2 separate regions of the Macaca mulatta genome follow, and region 2 is linked to region 1. The links are chromatin contacts, called in public Hi-C maps. All regions are on one chromosome and are shown on one strand. The core of a region is the stretch at or near the end of the contact, and the rest is flanking DNA. Distances in the headings are between cores, read along the strand shown.

Region 1 (3,839 bases), core at 492-2,991:
AGAGCAAAAACAGTATTCCCACATTTTCTGTTTCTTCTGTTCATTTTATTTCCCTGCTTTTGGTATCCAACAGAAGTGGTTTCAAATGAAAATCTTAAAATAATTATTCCAAAGACCAAGGATATTCTAAAAGCCAGTAACAGTCTTCGCCTCTGAGAAGGGGAGGTTTGGCGTGAAACAGATTTCACTTTTCAGTGTGTTTGTACCTTTCCAATTGGATATCATGCGGTAGAACCGTATTCTTAATGAGCATACATTTAAAATATTTCCAAGAACAAACAATTCACAAACTTACAGGTTTCCATTAACATTTTCGTTTGTGCAGCATTCGCTGAAGACCTAAGCTTTTTATTCCTCCAATCACCTTCTCAACAACCTGCTGCAACAAATACTGAAGCTTTTTTGCAGCCAGGGATCAGTCAGGCAGATCCGAGGCCAGGCATTTAAATCAAAGAGATGCAGCAATCTTACTCAATACTACTACCACTCTCACACGTCTCATTCAACTCCATTTATAACCACTGCAGCAAGACAGCTGGTACTCTCCTTCCTGTTTCTTTACCGTACAGGCTTAATAACAAAAACAGGTTGGTTTTGAAGCCCTGCTCAAATACTGCAAAAAGGAAGTCTTCGCATTCGGGAGGGGGGAAAAAAAAAGTTTCGACTTCGAGAGAATCTCATAGCTTCCCTGTCATTCCATTTGGGAATCCCAAACTCCTGCTAGTGAGGTAGATGCTCGCTCTCTCACGGCTGCTCTCTCGGTTAACTTTCCCACCCTAGATGCCCTCAAACTGCCTAGGAAGCCACTAAGTCTCCCAACGACCCATGGCTAGTTTTGTTAAGGCAGGTACAAGACAAGCAGTTTATTTAAACCATGACGAACTGAGTCGATGTTCATAAAATAAGAGACGGGGAGCAAAAAAAAGTAGTAATAAAGACAGACAAACCCCAAATTTAATCAACCAACTTCCCACTTGCCATTTCCCAGCCTTCACACCAGAGGTAGTAAAACGCCTTTTTACCGAGAAAACTAAGAACCTACCCGAGCCCAACAAGAAAATTCCGCGGACAATTCGTGTTAAAATATTTTTTAAATGCCCAAGTGCAGGAGGAAACACAGCAACCAAATCTCACCCGGCTGGGAGGCTGGGGTTGGGGGGGGGGGTCCCCGCGGCTTCTCCCTCCCGTGCTTCCCAATAGCTGCTAAGGAGCCGGGGCAGTAGGAGGAGGACGCGGGGAGCTTTCAAAAGGGCTGGGGGAGGCAAGAGGAAGAAAAAACTTTACGGACAGAAGGGGAAAGTGGGCCCCTGCAGTCCCCCCGCAAACTCCTCGGGTGACCCCTCCGCGCGGGGACCCCCTCGGATCCTCAAGCCGGCTGCCACCCAGCCTCGTCTCCCATCGACCGCCGCGGGCCGCCCCCCGAGCTGAGGGGAAGCGGCGCGGCCCCGACACCCTGAAACTACCTCAGTGCGTCCCCCGGCCGGCGCGCCCCTCAGTGTCTCGGCAGATCTGAAGCCGCCGGCTCTGGCATCCTGGGGAACTCGCCCCTCTTCCCTCCGCCTCGCACTCCACGCCCTCGCCTGCCGCCGCCTCCTCCTTTATCTCCACTCACCTCCCGCCGCCATTTTCCTCGCAGCTCAGCTTTAAATCGGAAACTCGCCGCTCAGCCCGCAGCCGCCGCCGCCGCCACCGACTCAGCCGCCGCCGCTGCCGTCGCTGTGGAGGGGCTGAGGCGGCAGCTGAAGTCGCCGCGCGGGGGCCACTGGGATATGTAGTCCCGAGGCCACGCCCAGCACTACCGGTCCCAGGGGGCCTTGCGCGGCCGGCCCAGGGTTCCAGCGTCCCCACCCTGGCTTCCGCGGCGGAGGGCGTGGCCACGTCGGATCGTTTGGCAGCTTTCGTCCAGCAGAAACTGGGAGCTGCCTCGGGATCCGGAGAACCGGAATGCAGCCCTAGCCCTGCCCTTAATTTTTTTCATATTTGCCTTCGTCCAGTAATACCTAACATTTGTGGAGCGTTTCTGGTATGCCAAGCACGGATCCTCAAAACAAGCATCCCTTAGGGACCATGATCATCCTCATTTTTCAGATGAGCGAACTGAGGCACAAGGTCGGAAGCCACGAGGCTGTTCCTTAGCTGCTGAAGTCGCTGGATGAAATGTTGTTGGGCAGCAGTATATTCACGGTATATTTAGTCCCGAAGTATCATCCCACAGCGTATTTATGACTTACAATAAAGAACAGCGTATTTATGCTTTAAAATGGAGAGATCTGGCAGGCACCCCCTTACCCAAGTGATGGAACTTAGCACCACCAGTAAATGGGTCAGGACTGTTGTTATGTGTCTCCTAATATGATGCAGTGAGGAAAGCATATTGCTACCTCTGTCGTATTCTTGCCACATACACACACACACAAAGCTAACCTTAATCTAACCATGAAAAAATAAACGAATTCAGAATATGGGACATTCTACAAAACATCAAGCCTGGAGTCTTAAAAATATGACAGCATGAAAGAGGTGAAAACCAAACGCAATAGGTGAGACTTGATTGGATTCAGGATGATTTTTTTATGTAAAAAGAATCTGGGGGGCAATTTCAATGTAGACCGTGTGTTAGATAATATTGAATCAGTATTAGATATGTTGAGTGTGAATAAAATAAAATAATCTGACCACTTACCCCCTCCACGGTCAGCACCACCATTTCCCACCTGGACCGCTGCAGCAGCCTCCTCAGTGTTCTCCCTGCTTCCCTCTTTCCCCTTAGAGACTATACTCAACACAGCAGCCAGAGGGATCCTGATAAGAATCAAGTCAGTTTATGTCCCTCCTGCAAAATTCTTGCAGTAACCTGCAAAGCCCCGTACAGCCTGTCTCTTGCCCTCCCCTTCTCTCTCTAAACTCATCACCTTCTTCTCTTCCACTCACTTCTGTAATTTAGCTACAGTGGACTTCTTGGGCCTCTCCAATGTGCTTAGAACACTCTGGCCTTAAAGATCGTGGACTTGCTATTTCCTCTGCCTAGAACACTATTTTCCCAGAAAATTCAAATAACGCATTCCCTAATCTCCCCACGGTCATTGTCCAAATGTCACTTCTTCAGTGAGGCTTTCCCTAATTGCTCTATTTAACTTCCCGCCCACTCTGATCCCAGCTTTCCCTACTCCTATTCCTTTCTTCCTTTTCAGAGCATGAATTACCATTAAAATCACGATATATTTCTGTTTACTTATGTTATTTAAAATATCTCATTTCCGCCAGGAGCAGTGACTCATGCCTGTAATCCCAGCACTTGGGGAGGCCAAGGCAGGCAGATCACCTGAGGTCGGGAGTTCGAGACCAGCCTGACCAACATGGAGAAACCCGGTCACTACCAAAAATACAAAATTAGCTGAGCATGGTAGCGCATGCCTGTAATCCCAGCTACTCGGGAGGCTGAGGCAAGAGAATCGCTTGAACACGGGAGGCAGAGGTTGCGACGAGCCGAGATGGCACCATTGCACTCAAGCCTGGGCAACAAGAGCGAAACTGTCTCAAAAAAAATAAAAAATAAAAATAAAATAAGTAAAAATTTAAAAATTTAAAAATAAAATATCTCATTTCCGGGCCTGGCACGGCGGCTCACACCTGTAATCCCAGCACTTTGGGAGGCCGAGGCGGGCGGATCACCTGAGGTCAGGAGTTCCAGACCAGCCTGGTCAACATAGCGGAAACCCCGTCTCTACTGAAAATACAAAAAATGAGCCGGGTATGGTGGCAGGCGCCTGTAATCACAGCTACTCGGGAGGCTGAGGCAGGAGAATCACTTGAACCCAGGAGGCAGAGGTTGCAGTGAG
Region 2 (3,839 bases), core at 849-3,348, 110 kb before region 1:
TCTACAATTTAATACACTGAACCTATCTCATATACAAGAACAGACTTAAGTCTGAGCTTCATAAACTTGAATTTGGCTTCAGTTTAATCAACCTGTTACCAGTCATACTTCTTCCTCATCAATCACCACCAGCAACCACCAAAATGATTTTTATACTAAAAGTTTTTAATAAAGGTAACTGAAACATTTCCTTTATTTTAACCTTAAGTCACTATTTTTTTTTTTAAATCTTTCCCACACCGCTTTTCCATCTAGAATATTCTTGCCCTTCAAGATTAATTTGCACCTCTGGTAAAACCATCCCCAACTCTCCCAATTAGACAAAGTTTTCCCTTCTTTATCCTAAGCATTTTCCATACTTTTACCATAACATTTTATATATTACACTATTTCTGTCTCTGCTTCCTACCTTGTAAGCTCTAAACCATTGTATAAACTTGTATGTAACTCTATTTTATTACAAACTCTTTTTTTTCACTACCACCATTCCTCTTCTCTTTTCCAACTCCAGTTCTCTTTTGCCTTCCCATCAGCTATACTTTTGACTAACTCCATATCTTCTTAAAAGACACAGAAGGTTCTCCTTTTACAGAGTTAAAAAGAGGTAATTTGGCTGGGCACGGTGGCTCACAGTTGTAATCCCAACACTTTAGGAAGCCAAGATGGAAGGGCAGCTTGAACCCGGGACTTCAAGACCAGCCTGCGCAACATGGCAAAACCCCTTCTCTACAAAAAATACAAAACATTTAGCCGAGCATGGTGAAGCACACCTGTAGTCCCAGCTACTCAGGAAGCTGAGGTGGGGGTATCACCTGAGCCCAGGAGGCAGAGGTTTCAGTGAGCCAAGGATCGCACCACTGCACTCCAGCCTGGGCAAAGGGAGTGAGACCCTGGTCTTGAGGAGCAGAAGGAGTGGGGCTTGTTTTGTTTTGTTTTTGAGATGGAGTCTTACTCTGTCGCCCAGGCTGGAATGCAATGACACAATCTTGGCTCACTAAAACCTCCGCCTCCCAGATTCAAGCGATTCTCCTGCCTCAGCCTCCCAAGTAGCTGGGATTACAGGCAGCCACCAGTATACTCACCTCATTTTTGTATTATTAGTAGAAACGGGGTTTCGCCATATTGGCCAGGCTGGTCTCGAACTTCTGACCTCAGGTGACCCACCCGCCCCAGCCTCCCAAAGTCCTGGGATTACAGGCATGAGCCACTACGCCTGGCCAAGGAGGAGATTTTTAAAACCCCAGTATTGTGTACCACTTTTTACCTCTGGGGTTTGTAGCTTAATTTTCCTTCGACAGACATAAATATCTCTACATCAAAAGTAGTATTTATACCTAAGTTTGTCCCTGTGGCATATAATGAAAATATAAACAGCAGAGGAAGAAAGAGAGAAATAAAAATCAAAGATTTTAGCCATGCTAAGGTAAGTGAGAAAGAACTGGATAAAGAAGAGTGGTGGGGAGGGAGAAGTGGGTATGTGCACAGAGCAGAAATGAAATCTGATATAAATTAAATTAATAAGCAATAAAGATGTAAAGGAGAGATGATCACAGCATGTGCCCCATTCTCTTCTAATCTATTCTTTCCATCTACCTCACAGAGGAAAAGACAGTATTGAGAAATAAATGTTAAAGCTTAAGAGGTGACAACATTAGCCACCTGGGTAACCAAACAGCTGAGAGCAGCAAGGATGGTACATAAAGTGTACCATGGTACACTAAGTAAACAATGAAGAGGGGGAATGGTAACCATGGTCAAAAGCAAGACAGATAAATACTCCTAAACCAGAGTGCTTGTAGAGTAAAAAACAAAATAACACACTTCCCCCTATAGTACTAAAGTTAGCCCTGTCCAGCAATATCAAAAATAGAGGATACAATGAGTTTGCTTACCTGCAACACTGATATTACAAAAATTACCATTGTAGAAATAAATGTAAAGCTAATAAAAGACTTTTGAGTTAATTTTTCAAAGAAAATATACTGAAGGTAGAACACAGACAGAGATGTCCTTCTTATAAAAGCAAAGAGGCTGGAGCAGATCTGTAACTCTAGCAACACGACATGGCAAGTCTGACTCACAAGACTTCCTGCATAGGTCATCATCTGTACTGCTGCTTAGTCTGTGGCTCAGTCCTTTCTTTCCTGACCTCACAGCTTGTTACTCTTCAACAATTATTAAATAACTTTAAATTCAAAATAATCCTTTTTAAAAAATGTTTCCGGGCCAGTTTCAGTAGCTCACACCTGTAATCCCAGCAATTTGGGAGGCTGGGGCAAGAGGATTGCTTGAGCCCAGCAGTTTGAGACCAGCCTGGGCAACACAGTGAAATTCTGTCTCCGCAAAAACACCAAAATTAGCTGGGCAGCATGTGCCTGTGGTCCCAGCTATTCAGGAAGCTCAGGTGGGAGGATCACTTGAACCCAGGAGGTCAAGTCTGCAGTGAACCATGATCACTACACTCTAGCCTGGGGGACAGAGCAAGACCCTATCTCAAAACAGTAACAATAATAATAGTTTCCACATCCCTAGAAGTTACGTGTCTGATAACAGAATTTGTCTTTTCAAGTAAATCTCTAAAGCCATTATTCATCTGATGACAACAATACAAATAATGAATAAGAAAATATATATCAAAAAGTTAAAAAATAAAAAAAGCTTTCAACATTATTTGCTTTCTGGAGGGTGAGTAAAAAGGTTAAAAGGTATCAAAACTGAAACTCAATAAAACACTTGACCCTCTCCATTCCTCTCTAAAAAATAGCTACAGTCTTATGTGGAGCTAAACATTTACACCATTAGGTCAAGATTGCTTCAGGGAAGAAATCTGCAGTAAGTAAAAATATAAAATACTGAAAACAGGAGAAGTACATCATTCAATTTTTGTTTTTTCTTGTTGCTATTCAAATGTTAGTTTCATGATCCACAACTTTTTTTTTTTTTTTTTTTTTTGAGACGGAGTCTCGCTCTGTCACCCAGGATGGAGTGCAGTGGCACAATCTCAGCTCACCGCAATCTCTGCCTCCTGGGTTCAAGGAATTCCCCTGCCTCAGCCTCCTGAGTAGCTAGGACTACAGGTGTGCACCACCATGCCTGGCTAATTTTTTGTATTTTAGTAGAGATGGGGTTTCACCATGTTGGCCAGGATGGTCTCAAACTCCTGACCTCGTGACATGATCCATAACCTTAAAGAGCTTTTTTTCTGTACTTCACAAAACCTGCCTATCCATGTCTAGTAAATGAAGCTGGGGGCATCTCATTACTGTTAGAGAATATTTGAGGCAAGAAAATATTATGAACTTCTATAAAAGCATCCATACACCTAAACTGGTTAAAACCAAAACCTGCTTCACCAAGTATCTTAAGAGTGGTCACTGTTCAACATATTGGGTGTCATCCACATAGAAAAAAGAAATAGTATCCCCTATGCTAAGTGCTTGGTGTGGATGAATTGTTGATCAAAACAGGTATTTTTGCCTTCAAGGAGCTGATGACTCAGTGTCAGGAATTAACAAACTAGTAAGTAGATCATCAGAAATTGTACTATATGCTACAAAACGTCTTTATTTAAAATTAATGGCTGATCTGTGACTCAGAAACAGAAACAACTGAGTACCAGACAGAGCCTATAATGTTATACAGCTGTTCAAAGTCCTAAATCTCTATAGTAGGTATGTTTCTTACTAATAAAAGAAGTATATTCAGGTTAACAACTAAATGCCCCTGAAATTGGCCAAACTTCAGATTGGTTAGCTCAGACCTCCTCTGTATTTAAGCAGCACAGAATAGAGGCAGTTGTAGCAGGAACTGGGTGTGCTATAAGACACCAAATACAACAA

The links. Hi-C and Micro-C count contacts between places; a contact is called where the count stands out from the background.
Region 2: a contact with region 1 is called in a Hi-C map of CD4 T cells, with 4 times the contacts expected there. The contact joins the enhancer-like site here to the promoter of NCOA3 in region 1. A contact is called at or near these places in 5 of 14 Hi-C or Micro-C datasets (CD4 T cells, cortical neurons, fetal cortex germinal zone and 2 more).

The regions. Positions count from the first base shown.
Region 1 is chr10:100,316,693-100,320,531 of T2T-MMU8v2.0, reverse strand. NCOA3 (nuclear receptor coactivator 3) reads right to left here and starts at 1,741. Exons shown (of 23, transcript XM_015148801.3): 1 at 1,613-1,741.
Region 2 is chr10:100,431,395-100,435,233 of T2T-MMU8v2.0, reverse strand. All of the region lies in intron 2 of NCOA3 (nuclear receptor coactivator 3), which reads right to left. Among named protein-coding and RNA genes, the nearest start is that of NCOA3, 110 kb to the right of the region's middle. Within about 2 kb of position 2,098, at least 8 of the 40 cell types and tissues checked have an H3K27ac peak or open chromatin away from gene starts, as enhancers often do. A contact at or near this core is called in CD4 T cells, where this site is marked.